Regions from separate parts of the Anser cygnoides genome. Here region 1 is linked to region 2. A link is a contact called in public Hi-C data. All regions are on one chromosome and are shown on one strand. The core of a region is the stretch at or near the end of the contact, and the rest is flanking DNA. Distances in the headings are between cores, read along the strand shown. Region 1 holds the start of IGFBP3 (insulin like growth factor binding protein 3). Region 2 overlaps LOC136790072 (a long non-coding RNA gene).

The links. A called contact is a pair of places that touch in the nucleus more often than the background predicts.
Region 1: a Hi-C map of granulosa cells shows a contact between it and region 2, with 2.9 times the contacts expected there. The contact joins the promoter of IGFBP3 here to the enhancer-like site in region 2. A contact is called at or near these places in 2 of 7 Hi-C or Micro-C datasets (granulosa cells and liver).

The regions. Positions count from the first base shown.
Region 1 is chr2:55,948,381-55,955,435 of Taihu_goose_T2T_genome, reverse strand. It overlaps IGFBP3 (insulin like growth factor binding protein 3), which reads right to left and starts at 5,389. Exons shown (of 4, transcript XM_048053444.2): 1 at 4,355-5,389; 2 at 323-549. The coding sequence starts at 4,745.
Region 2 is chr2:55,600,661-55,607,250 of Taihu_goose_T2T_genome, reverse strand. The region is part of intron 1 of LOC136790072 (a long non-coding RNA gene); the gene reads right to left. Among named protein-coding and RNA genes, the nearest start is that of IGFBP3, 350 kb to the left of the region's middle. Within about 2 kb of position 1,615, at least 1 of the 3 cell types and tissues checked has open chromatin away from gene starts, as enhancers often do.

The sequences.
Region 1 (7,055 bases), core at 4,140-6,639, 340 kb before region 2:
ACTAAACAAGTCACAGAAAACACTCATAGAAACATGTGGGAACAAGATTTTTTGCCAAGAGCTGACATAGTGAAAATTATATTAAAATCAATGTAAACACCAGTGCATTAGGCCTCTGTGTCTTCTGAACATGATCTGTTTTGTCAGCTGCTTATCTGCATTTGCAGATCCAACAGTTGTATTGGCCAAACAGCCAGAATACCCTAAATAGGTACAACAATAACCATTTTTATTTATCTTGTCAATTGCACAACATGCACATACACACACAGGCACATACTCACATGCAGGGAAATGTCTTAGCTTTTACAAAAGCACTTACATATTCAGTTTCTTGTTTGGATTCGGAAGAGAAATTCAGTGTATCTGTACTCTGTGAATCATATTCCACTTTATAGCGCTGTGTATTTTTGGCTTGCTCTTTCCTGATGATATCTATTTTGATGTGTGGTGGATGCAATTTCAAATCTGGCACCCTGTGGGAGTTTGGGATGGCCTGATTTTCTATGCTACTGGTACTCCTGTCTTCTTCTGAATCACTGGAATTTCCTAATGAAAAGAACAAATTCAGTGAAGAAACAAAGTTAGTCAACTGCCAGCTGAGTCTGGAAGGGCAACAGACCACTAGACTACTCTGCATCTTTAGTTTTTCTGTACAAAAATGATATATAAAAATATGAGCAATTCAGTATTCTGCATGCATCAGTATCTCCATAAGCTAAGCGTAAAGAACCGCAGTGAATTTTCTAACTGAAAAATCTCTTCAGTCCTAGTGAGTCTTTCAAGTATACCATTCCACCACCTGTGCTAGGTCCCTCTGTATGTACATCCTGCCTTGCTAATCACTTGAAAAGTATTTACGTTCACTTCATTTCAAACTATTTGCAAACCACTACCGCCCAAGTTTCTCACTCCTCGTTTTTTTGCTGGTTTCCCTTCCCGGCAGGAGGATGCAGGTCTGCCAGGTGTGGAGCCCTGCCAGCACCTGGCCCTGAGTCAGAGCTCTGTTAGCAGCCTGACCAACATGGGTCGTGCAGAGCATTCAAATCATGTACTTCTGACCCAGAACAGATTTAAACAACTTTAATTTAATACAGCTAACATGAGTAAGTTATTGGACGGAGAGCAACTCTTCATCTTCCCCAAGAGAGTAAATTAAAAAAAAAAAGTGTTAATAAAAAATTCTACCATGCTGAGTTTGATGGTTCTAATTAACTATTTTTAACACTGTTTTTCTCTCTTAGTTTTATTCCACATACATAACAGGAAAGAAAAATAGCACATTTTCATTCCCCTACTATTAAATTCAAAAATATTTCTAGTTGTATAAAATATATTTTGGGGTAATGGATAAAAAAATTGCCATTCATTCTGTAGTGGTGTCACAGGACAAACATCTACTTTCATTATGAGCTTCAAAAATATTTTTCCCTTAAATTATCATCTACAAAACTACAGGAGAAACCTACAGGAAACTACAGGATTATTTTTCCAAAATACTGCATAAGCCCAGCATTCCTGTACCTTCTGAGGTATTTGTCTACACAGCATTTCTCTCTCTTAGAAGACTCTTGCAATGTAACTGTAACTGGCTGCATTTCCTCCATGGAATTTTTTAAGTCTGGATACTCCTGCTACTGTCAGCTAAGTCCCACTAGTTGCTGCATTTCAGTGCCTTGGCTGCTGGCCACTTTTTTTCTCTCTTTTTTTTTTTTTTCTTTAAGGAAATCACATTGTGAGCACACAATGATAACTGATGTGCAAGAAACATCCCGAAAATCTGTATTGAAATTATACTTGACGGCTCACTGGAAAACCGCAAAAGCCAACAAATTTAGTGCTAAAACTGAAAGCCCATGTTCACATAGCTCATTTGAGTCTCGTTATTTCAACACATACAGTATCCTGGCACTGGCCATACACAGGAACCGAGGAGGAAAACAAGGAGGAGGCGGCAGGATCAGAGTTAACATCTTGGTACTGGTGGTTTTAGTGTAGCCACTGCTGGCAATGAACATAATTGACCGGGAAAATCCAACTCCCAGTGCAAATGGATTAAGGAAGTTCAAGTCTTAAGTCTAAATTTCCTGGCTTTTGTGGGTTTAACTCAGACTCTCAGCAGTATTTGAACATATTTTTGGTGGTTTAATGTCCTGTTTTTAAACAGTGGTATTTTTTTTTCCACATTCTCAGTGAATTTTGCAATAAATGACACAATAAAATGTTATAAACCTAAATCTTCTAGATACAAATACTATGGCTACTGTGTTTTCTCTAGTCTGTCCAATTTTTTAGTTTACCTACTATAAAAAAAAGTGGAACGTATTCTTAATGTGCATTAACAAATCAACAGGCTGCTCATTTCCCAGTTTGTATAGACCGTCACATATTGACAGAATTTCTTACACTTGAATTCAGAATGGTCATAATGCCACATTTTAAACGGTAAAGCATATTCAATTAACTCAGTTCTACAAAAGCTGGTGACATGGTACCTCTACATTCTGTTGTAATGGAAACAAAATTGCTCCAAAAGTTGTTTGCTCTCTTTCAAAAAGAGATTAGAAGGTTTGTATATGAACAGTAAAATTATGACTTTTGTGCCCCAAAACCTGAACTGTAAAGTCAGTGGCCTACTTTAGTTGGCATGAAGAAGTTCCTGCAATACACACCATCCATACTGATTTCTAGCAATTTCTAGTAAAGACCAAAAGCGTAGCACATAATGCAGGACGATGCTACATGAAAGGGAGGTGTGATCCTGGTCAGGGAGGGAGGGCGCCATGCCACAACCTTAGTTCCCAAGCACTGGATTTAGAGCTGAAACTGGAGCAGCACCCATGAGGAGGCAGGTACTATGTGTACACACAGGTTCGTCATAATACTTCTTTTTTGCACCCTGAATTTTCAACCTTCATGCTTTGAATGTAAACTGTAGAGACCTACTTCGCACTTTTTAAGCGATCAAAGCTCCTACTGACTTCAAAACAGGAATTCTCCCTGCGCCAAGAATGCAAAAACAGGAACTCCGCATTCTGACTATTTAGCCTGAAAATGGAAATATTTTCATCAGGGAACCAACATTCAGCTCTGTCTTTCCCCTCCTCTAACAGTCATTGTTAAAAGCACTGCCCCTCCACAAAACACTGCCAAGTCTCATGTATCGAGGAGACTCCCTCTGTTTTCAATTCATTTGAAGGATGAATAGTCAAAGCCAAGTTCATGTGATGAAGGAAGCTGTTCCATGTTCCAATGAGATTTAAAACTTCAGTGAGTACCTCTGAACTCTCGCTCATTTAAAGCATGAACAGGCTGGGAACAGCACATAAATAATTATAATAAGGCATCTCTTAGTCTCATAGCAGCTAGTTAACTGGAACACTGGTGCCACTTCCTCAGCTAAGAAAGGCCAGCCAAAGAGTCCCTGTAACCTAGCAGAAAAACTCCTGGCTTTTTAAAAATGCAAACAGTGGAAAGCCTTTTGACACACTTTTCTATTAAATAAATGTTGACATACTTGCTGTTGGCTAACAAACAGTTTAATGAAATGTTTGCACAGGGCTGAGTTTTTTTGATCTGAATCCCAATTTTTCCGGCCTCTAAAGTTTCCAAATGTGCATGCTAACAGAACTTTTTCCAGCTGTCCCTTCCTCTTCAAACCAAACAGAACCTGCTCGGTGAATGTCTCATTTACAAGATATGTAAGAGGTACTGGAAAGCTTTCGTTTGTCTGAAGGTTTATTTGCAATGCAGGGAAAAACAACATCCTCTTAAACACTGCTGTGCAAATGCTTTGTTCTGAACAACCACCGTCAAGGGCCAAGAAAACTTTTTTTTTTTTTTTTAATTCCTGGGTTATCACTGCCTTGATGTAATCACGCTGCAGCACAAGAGCTAGCCCACACACTCTCTAGTTTTCTCACACCCTCTTTCCAGGAACACTAGGCACAAATCGCAAGGATTTCATCGTCTCCTCTTCAGGCCGGCAGCGTCAGGAACCCATGCGAGGAACATACAACTTCTTCCCTCCCCAAGATTGCTTTCAAAATCAGCAACTTCGCCTCTTTCGCGAAGGATTACTTCACAGCACCAGGGGTGAAGAAAATAAATAAATAACGATAGTAAGAGACACAAGAGGTTAACCTCCCTTTTCCTTAGGGGAAAAATAAATTAAAAAAAAAGAGCATCCCTCTTTCAAAAGCGACCCCAGCCCTGGCTGCGCGGCTGGCCGGAGAAGCTCGGGCAGGAGCCGGCCGCGGGCAGCCGGCGGACCACCAGTGCCCCCCCGCCCGACCTCCCCGGAGCGGGCGGTTACTTTTCAACTTCCAGAAGAAAGAATTAAGCAGCCGCTTACCTTCAGCCAGCGGCCCGGGCAGCACGAAGGCCCGCAGCTTGCCGTCCGCCGTGGCGTTGGTGCAGAGCCCGCGGCCCTCCAGCAGCGCCTGCAGCGGCCGCGCCTCCTCCCGCAGCGGCTGGCAGCTGAGGCCGGCGCCGCAGCGCTCCGTGTAGATCCCGCAGGGCTGCCCCAGGCGCAGGGCGCAGGTGAGGCAGCAGCCGCATCCCGGCTCTCGCACCCTCTCGGCGCAGTCGGGCTGCAGCGGCTTGCACTGCTGCAGCGCCCGCGCGTCGCAGGGCTCGCAGCGGACCACCGGCCCCGCCAGCGCCAGCGCGGCCGCCGTCCGACGGCCTAGCAGCGCCAGCGCCGCCGCCGCCACTGCCCACAGCACGCCGGGCCGCGGCACCATGGCAACCGGCTGCCGGGGCCGCCGGGAGGCGCCCCCGCGCCGCTCGGCCCGGGGGGAGCGCCCCGGGCTGCGCCGCTCACGGGACTCGGGGCGGCAGCGCCGGCCGCCTCTCCTCGCCCGGAGCAGGGCGGGCGCCGGAGGAGGGCGCCGCCGCCGAGCGCTGCGGGCAGGTAAAGTCACCGGCCTCTCGCAGCCCGGGCAGCGCGAGGGAAGAAGGCTGCGCGCCCAGCAGGCTCGCACCGACCCTCTCTTCAGCCGCTGGCCTTTGGTAACATAAAGGTAATAAAAGAGCTCGCTGACAACAAAGGCAACTTTTCCTGCCTCCCCCCCTCCTCCCTGCAGAGCGCCTCAACCACTTGGCTTAAAACTAACGTTGATGGCTTTTTTTTTTTCCACACACAACACTGAAAAAAAAAATGCTTCCAAAAGTAAAAAAAAAAAAGAAAAAAATAATAATAAAAAAGCCCAGACGATCTGAAGAAAACTTGTTTCAAAAATGCTTAGAAAAAAAAAAACAGCACGGTGGGGGGAAAGAAAAAAAAAAAGAAGAAAAATAAAAATAAAGCGAACACAGCTCCCTTCTTTTTTTTTTTTTTTTATTCTCTTTGTTGGCTGCTTCCCGCCTCCCCTCTCCGCCACTCTGCACCCATCTGTCCGGCGGCGTTTCCCGGCCCTGCCATATATCGGCACCGCCGCCCCCCGCGCCGCCCCGCCCCGCGCCGCCCCGCGCCGCCCCGCCAAGGCCGCGCAGCGCCCCGCGGCGGCAGTGCGGGGGCTCGGCGAGGCCCCGCGGCGGTCACTGGGGGCTGGGGGCTGGGGAGGGGCCAGCGGCGGCCCCTGGGGTGTGTGGGCGCTTCTTAGTGAGCGGTACGGCTCTGTGGAGAGGGGCGTTTCGTGTTTTTTTGTTGTTTAAGCGGTAAGCGCTGTGTATGTGCTTGTGTCCCCGTGGCACCGGGAGGGGATGTACGAGCAAAGCTCGCGGGCAGTGCCCTTTTTTGGGCTCCTCTCTAAATCTTGTCTGCTTCGGGGCTGAAAGCCTTTCCTCACACACACGCTTGCACAGATGTTGCTCTCGGGCACCCTGTGCTCTCTGGCACACAATCACTCAGTACACGTGGTGATCCAGGCCCGTGGATGCAGCTCACCCATCTTTCTAAGGCGTTCTCTGAGCTCTTTAAAACTTTTCCCTCTGTCCACGAGAAAATACTTTCCATTGCAACATCCTCATAAGTCTGTGGGGAGAAAAACAACAAACCCTACAGTCGATTTTGCACACTGCATGTGTTTGCTCTCTGTAGCCAGTGCAAACTCTTCCCCCACTCTGCTTGGCTTGTTTTGCTCTGTTACTTAGGTTAACTTCGATGGAGAAAATCTGAATTGTGAAAGCCAGAATTTGTGACCATCCTTTCTGCAGCACTCCTGAGACCTAACACAGCAGGATATGGTGAAGTATATACGTAGGCACATATATGGCCTTTCTGTCACAGGAGCCTGCTCCTCATACAAAGTAAAATGAATAATGCTTACAGATACTGGCATATACAAATACTGTCTGCCATGGAAATGATGAGCCAAACCATTGCTCTGTTTTTAACCCCTGTGTTATTAACATTGAAGTTCACCTTCCGGTAATTCATCAGCTGTTCACGTGTCTAAATTCAAGTGGAAAAGTGTAGTTTTCAAGTAGAGATGTTATCATTCAAGGTACTGCCCTGTGAATCTCAAAATCTGCTCTTTTTTTATAAATCAAATCTTTTTAGAACATTAAAATCAACTCTGGCTTGTTTTCTCTGTTCTTTGTTCAGACAGTACCTTCCAAAATACTGTCTTGAAAGAGACACTGTACATAAAAAGACCAAAAAAATCATATTTTATGCGTAAAGAATATGATGTAAGAGTTAATAGAGACTTTTCCTAGGGAAATAAAATGAATGAGGTGTTGGAAGAGAGATCAGATTCGCTTAATACCCCGATAGGCGACTGCACCAACGATTTTCAGCCTTTTGTCCTCTTGCTCATTTTGTTAATTGACCGAAAGAGGTCGCCGGTTGTCCAGTGTTGAATTTGAGACTCACTAAATCTGAGCGAACCCAGCGACATGGGGGGAATTAAAAAAGCACTTGTACACCGCATATTTTCCTTCCTTCCTTCCTTCCTTCCTTCCTTCCTTCCTTCCTTCCTTCCTTCCTTCCTTCCTTCCTTCCTTCCTTCCTCCCTTCCTCCCTTCCTCCCTTCCTCCCTTCCTCCCTTCCTCCCTTCCTCCCTTCCTCCCTTCCTCCCTTCCTCCCTTCCTCCCTTCCTTCCTTCCTT
Region 2 (6,590 bases), core at 366-2,865:
TACCTATGCTTATAACTGACAAAAGTTATGCATTTTAAAAATTACATTTACTGCAACTCATTTCTAGTCATTCTTTGTTAATGGAAACTCAAGCTAACTATTCATGTTTTCCATCTGGTTTATAGCAGAGTTTGGAGCTGCAAAAGAATCAAGAAAATCAAAAAACAAAAGTCTCAACAATACTTTGCTTGATGATTAACTGGCAGTCTTCCAAGTGCAGAGTATTTAATTAAAAACACAGCCATCCCATCAGAAAGAACAACAAAGTTAGTGGGATTTAATAGCTAATTAGAATGCTCAAATGAAAAATTCAAGATTTTAAAATATTTCCTCCATATATAATCTGCAGACACTGACTATACTGTTTCACCTAAGGTAGTAATGTAACCTAACCTACAGGTATTTTTAAAATGACAGCACTTGCTGTAACTCACTTCATCAACTAGTTGTACAATAGGTGTATACATTGAGAGTTCTAGTTCTTCAATAGCTTTAAGTATGCAAATAGAAAAAAAATATATATTAAAAGACAAAGCTTGGAAATCCAGTATATGTAAATTTGTCTTCTTTAAAATGCTGTTCAAGATCTGCTGGCAAAGTTGTCAGACAACATATCCACTTATAAAATCCATATAAAGATGAAAACAACTGTTAACTCTTTTTGTACAAGTATATTATTCCATTTAAACTGTAAAACTATGATATGCGAAAATTTGTTTCTCACCATCCCCCTTTCTATTTCTTTCAACACAACAGCTTGAATATCCTAGGTTTAAAATGAATAATAATAGTAATAAAAAATAGCATTGAATATAAAAAATACAGAGGCCCATATTTGGATAACAGTTAAAATCCCAGTAAATCTTATGCTGTTGCAAAGATTACATATGATCTTCTGCTGACAATTTTAAGCTTTACCTTGCTGGTGTCACATTCAATATTTTCCTTAAGTAAAGTGAAAGAAAGAGGAGGGAAAAAGGAGGAAGGAATAATCTCACAATGAAGGAGAAGTGGGAAAAAAAAAAAAAGAAAAAGAAAACCCCTTTTTTTTTAACACAATTCAAATTCAATAGCCCATTTTCTATCTCTTGCTAGTGACAGGAATCATAAGATTTATTATGAAATCCAACTTCAAAAAGTCAATTTATAGTCAAATGGAAAATGAAATGTGTTTGACCCACACCAATGAACTTCATTTTATCTTTGGCTTCTGCTGTCATCTAATCATAAAGAAGAATGTACCTAGCAGGAAAAAAAAGATCAATTTCAGCCTGATCAAAAATGTATGCAATGGATGTTACTCATTTTTAAAACACCAGGAAGATCCATATTAGTTGCTTGTACTCATTCCATGTAAAACTAAGTAAAACTTTCCAAACTGTCTGAAAATACTGTCATTGCCATTGATTTCATGTCAGGCAATTCATTGGATTAAATATATAGATTTGTTCTGTAGTCAACTATTTTTTTCCCTTTCAACAGACACATCAATGTCCAGACATTAGAAGTTAATATAATTTTGCAGACAAGAGGGAAAGGAAAGGTATTTCCACTCTACATGCTTGGAAAATCACCAACATTTCTGACTTCTCTACTGGTATTAACAGATGCCAAAAAATGAAAGGAATGTGGAAACTTTTCCTTTAACAAAAAAATAAGCACTGTCAGACACTGAAGTGTCAAGAGGCAATGTAACAAAATGGTAAATTAAAAGGAAAAATACCTAAGGCTAGATAAATCTAGCGTTGAGTGACGTCTTAATCCTTAAACAGATGAAACGCTTAAAAACTATTTTCAAGGTCTCAGGAAAGTAAGCTGCTTACTACTATTAAGTCCAGGAAAAACAAGAACAGTGAGGTAGGCATAATTCATTAATATGTGTATATTTTACTTTAATTTTATCATCTGCAGAGGGGAGAAAAAAAAAAAAGATATTTTTAACAGTTACTTCCTAATATATTAGGATAAATTGTAAAGAACATCTATTTTTATTAACATATACATGACTCATAAACTTGTTTGTATCATTCTTCGAAATGATAACTTCAACTCTGGCTACTTAAAACTGATTTTACACTAAACATGTCAGAAGCTACTAGAAACTTACATCACTCCTTCAGCTCTAAGAAATTCAAAGTTAGGTGTACGGTGGTTTTAGTTATAACTCAGTTCAACAGTCAGGGACTTGTGCCATTAAAACTAAATTGAAGCAGTTGGTTGGTTGATTTTAACCTCAAAAATAATCTAGATTGTACTGTAAAATGGAAATCTCAATTGAAAACAAGTAGAAATAACATCATTTTTTCTTCTTATCTTTCATTGAGGAAGGTACCTCAGCACAATATTCCAGAACTCACAACCCAGAAACTCAAACTCAGGTACTGTTCAATTTTACTCAGTCTACTTATAGAAACCATTCCTCCATAGGGACTTAATTGTATAGCATCTGTCCTTCCTTCTAATTAGTAATTCTCTATGAAGATGGGCAGTCCTAATAATTTCATTACATTAAAAAATATATATATTTCCAAGGAGAAATGTTAGACTTGCTATGAGAGCCATGATATATGTAAATGCTTTTCCTTTTCTCAGATTGGATGGTCTGACCTGTTCTGTCGAGGTGTGTGAGTCTTCTTTTTGTCAGAGTTAGTCCATTCCCAGAGAACCTGTGCTGCAGTAGCTATTATGCAGATGTAGTTTTATAACAGTCTTATTTTTTTTCACCAGATTTCAGGAGAAGTGAATGAAAATTCTATAGAAACATACAAATATTTTTTTCCAGGAATACCTGCTGCTACTAAAAAAAAATAAAATATACAGGATATTCAGGTTTTGTTGTCTGAGGAATAATGTCTTTAAATATCAGAATGTTGTAGAATTTACAATTAGTCTGTCGTCTCACAGAGTCTTGCAAAACTCTAGCCATCACTTGGATTTTCTGCACATCACTTGGCATCCATCACTTTTCACCCCAAAACACTGACAGATGTTTCATTATCTCAAGTGCCACCAGGTATAAAGCATGGCACTAAGATATTTTACCAGATAGAATCAATCTCTCTCAGCAACAAGTCGCAATATCTGATGAGTACTCTCTTCACAGGAGAATCATCCCCTACGGAGAGTTGGTCATGGTCTTTTTACGGACATGTCATGACAAACTTGCAGATAGTCTTCTTACCAATCCAGAAAAATCCTTTCTGCAACATTATCATGGCCTTTCCCTACTGGAATTTGTGGTTATTTTTCTTTAATTGTCAGTGATCAGGGGACTTGACTGTGGTATTTAGGTGCAATCCATGATAAAAGATGATGCAGATCAGATGCTATTCCAGTGCTGCTGTACTAGACAAGCTGGAAGTCTGATCTGAACTTGAGTCAGAGGATCTATGACCTGTGGATAAGTCATAGAATCATAGAATGTCTTGGGTTGGAAGGGACCTTAAAGATCATCTAACTCCAACCCCCCTGCCATAGGCAGGGATGCCACCCACCAAATCAGGTTGTCCAAGGCCCCATCCAACCTGGCCTTGAATGCCTCCGGGGATGGGGCAGCCACAACTTTTCCTGGCAACCTGTTCCAGTGCCTCTCTACCCTTACACTGAAGAATTTCTTCCTAATGTCTAATCTACATCTATCCTCTTTTAGTTTAGGACCAATCTCCCTTGTCTTATCGTTATCTACCCGAGAAGAGTCCTTCTCAATCCTTTTTATAAGACCCCTTTAAATATTGAAAGGCCTCAATGAGGTCTCCCCAGAGACTTCTCTTCTGTAGGCTGAACAGCCCCAGCTCTATCAGCCTTTCTTCGCAGGAGAGTTCTCCAGCCCTCTGATCATCTTTGTAGCCCTCCTCTGGACTTGTTCCAACAGGTCCACATCCTTCATGTTCTGGAGACCCCAGACCTGGATGCAGTACTCCAGGTGGGGCCTTACAAGGGCAGAGTAAAGAGGGACAATCACCTCCCTCGACCTGCTGGTCATGCTTCTTACACAAGTCCATGTGAGAGTTTCCTGGTTTTGGCTGGAACAGAGTTTTTTTTATTATTATTATTATTTATGTATTTGTTTATAGAGGCTCACACAATGGTGTGTTTTGGATTTTTGATGAAAATAGTGGTGATAACACACTGATATTTTTAGTTGTTGCAGAGCAGTGTTTACACAGAATCAAGATTTTTTTTCATTTCTTATGCTACCCTGCCAGTGAGGAGGCTGGGGGTGCACAAGTAACTTGGAGACACAGCCAGGACAGCTAACCCAAACTGAGCAAAGGGATATTCCATATTCCGTACTATATGATATCATTCTTGGCAATAAAAGCTGGGGTAAAGGAGGCAGCAGAGGGAGGGGGAGGGGAGAGGAGATGTTCAGAGTGATGGTATTTCTCTTCCCAAGAAACCATTATGTATGATGTTTTGATGTTTTCCTGGAAGTCACTGAACACCTGTCTGTCAATGGGAAGTAGTGATTTAATTCCTTGTTCTGATTTGCTTGGACACACAGCTTTTGCTTTACCTAGCAAACCTTCTTTATCTCAACCCATGAGTTCTTGCATTTTTACCTTTCGGATTCTCTCCCCCATCCCACCTGGGGAGAATGAGCAAGTGGCTTTGTGGCATTTAGCTGCCTGCCAGGGCTAAGGCACAACAGAGAGCATGTACACCCCAAAGTGTCCATGGCCATGGAGAAGTCTGTGCTGCAGCAGGCGCACTTTGCAGTGACAGTGGATAAGGCCATGCCAGAACACCTTGAAGCATTTGTGGCCATGGATAAGACCATAACACAGCAGCTGTTTGACGTTCCTCTAAAGGGACTGTGACCAATGGAATAGGCCTTGTGTGAGCAGGTACTCCTCTGAAGAGACCGTGGCCCATGAACAAGCTCATACCAGAGCAGGTACACCTTGAAGCTTCTGGTGCCATGGATAAATGCATGACACAGTAGATAGACCTCTGAAGGAACTGTAGTTCATGGATAAAGCCATGCCAGTGTACGTGCTGTGGTCATTGGACAAGCCCATGCTGGAGCAAGGGCAAGGGGAGGAGTTCATTGCAGTGCTAAAAATTATGGCCTGGGTTTAAAAGGATATGGGTAGAGATTGTAATGGATATGCCTTTAAACTGTTGTAACCCATGATTTGAGCTGCATGATATAGGAAGCACTATAGCAGAAACCCCTTTCCTCTTGCCTTGCCTTTCTAACTTTCCATCCCTCTCTTTCTTTCATTGTATGTTACAGGCTGTTCAGCCCTTTGTAAAACAATGGGGCTTAAATAGCTCCCATTAACCCTTTTTGGAATAACAAGTAAAATAGCTCCTGTGGTAAACAACAAGATTTAATCAGTTTCTGCCAGAATAGATTCTGCTGTCAATAAAACTTTTCAATCCAGCGTTTGGTGTTATGTCACCTTAATTTAGCCCAAGGGTACTTTGAATATCGGAGGCCTCTGAGGGGGTCGTCCAGGATGGCTCTCTCTGGGCCCCCACAGAGATGTCTGAAGAGACTGTGTCCCATGAATAAGTCCACTCTAGAGAAGTTACACCTCAAACCCTCTGTGGCTATGGATAAATCCATGACACAGTAGGTAGAACTCTCAAAGGACTGTGGCCCATGAATAAAGCCATACTGGAGTAGGTACACCTTAAAGGGATTGTGGCCAATGGAGAAGCCCAGGTAGGAGCAGGGGCGAGGACAGCACTTCATTGCAATGCTAAACCCAATGGTCTGGTCATAGAAAGACAACAGTTGGAGATTGTAATGGATATACCTTTAAATTGTTGTAACCCATAATTTGAGTTGCATGTTATAGAGAGCACTATAACAGGAACCCCTTGCCATTATCCAGTCCAAGGGTAAGGGGAGGCATTCATGGCAATGTTAAATCCTATAGCCTGCTTCAGTGGGGGTAGGGGTGGAGATTGTGGTGAATATACCTTTAAATTGTTGTAACGTGACCTCAGTTGCATGTGTTAGGAAGGCCTATAGCAAGAACCAGTCAAACCAATGGAGGATGAGCCTCATAACAAGAAGTGCAAGTGCAGCAGTGACCCTACCTGAGCTGGCTTTGGCATATAACTCCATGTAATACACTGCTTCTCCTGTCCTGAATGACCATCATAATAGAACCTAAGTCATGGACTAAATGAACTCATTGGGCATTTTATGGACATTTCTCAGGGGTGGTCCATAGCCTACAGGAATGATAACTATGTATTAATAAATGGTTGGTGGTTAATGAGGATATATTGGATAATGTGGGACCTGGGTATTACATACATGGTATGGAATAAGGGGTGAATACTGTCCTGGTTTTCACTGGGATATGTTTTTTTGTTTGTTTGTTTGTTTTGTTTTGTTTTGTTTTTCATTTTAGCTTGTACGGTGCTGTCTTTTGGATTTTTGATGAATACAGTGTTGATGGAATGTTATTGATGAGGCTCAGGTTGATGGTTGGACTTCATGATCTTTAAAGTCTTTTCCTAACAGATGATTCTATGATTCTGTGATTGATTTTGTCATTTTCAGCTGTTGCTCCATTAAGTAGTTCTGTCTATTAAATAAGAGAAACAGCTGGTGTGATATTAAACCA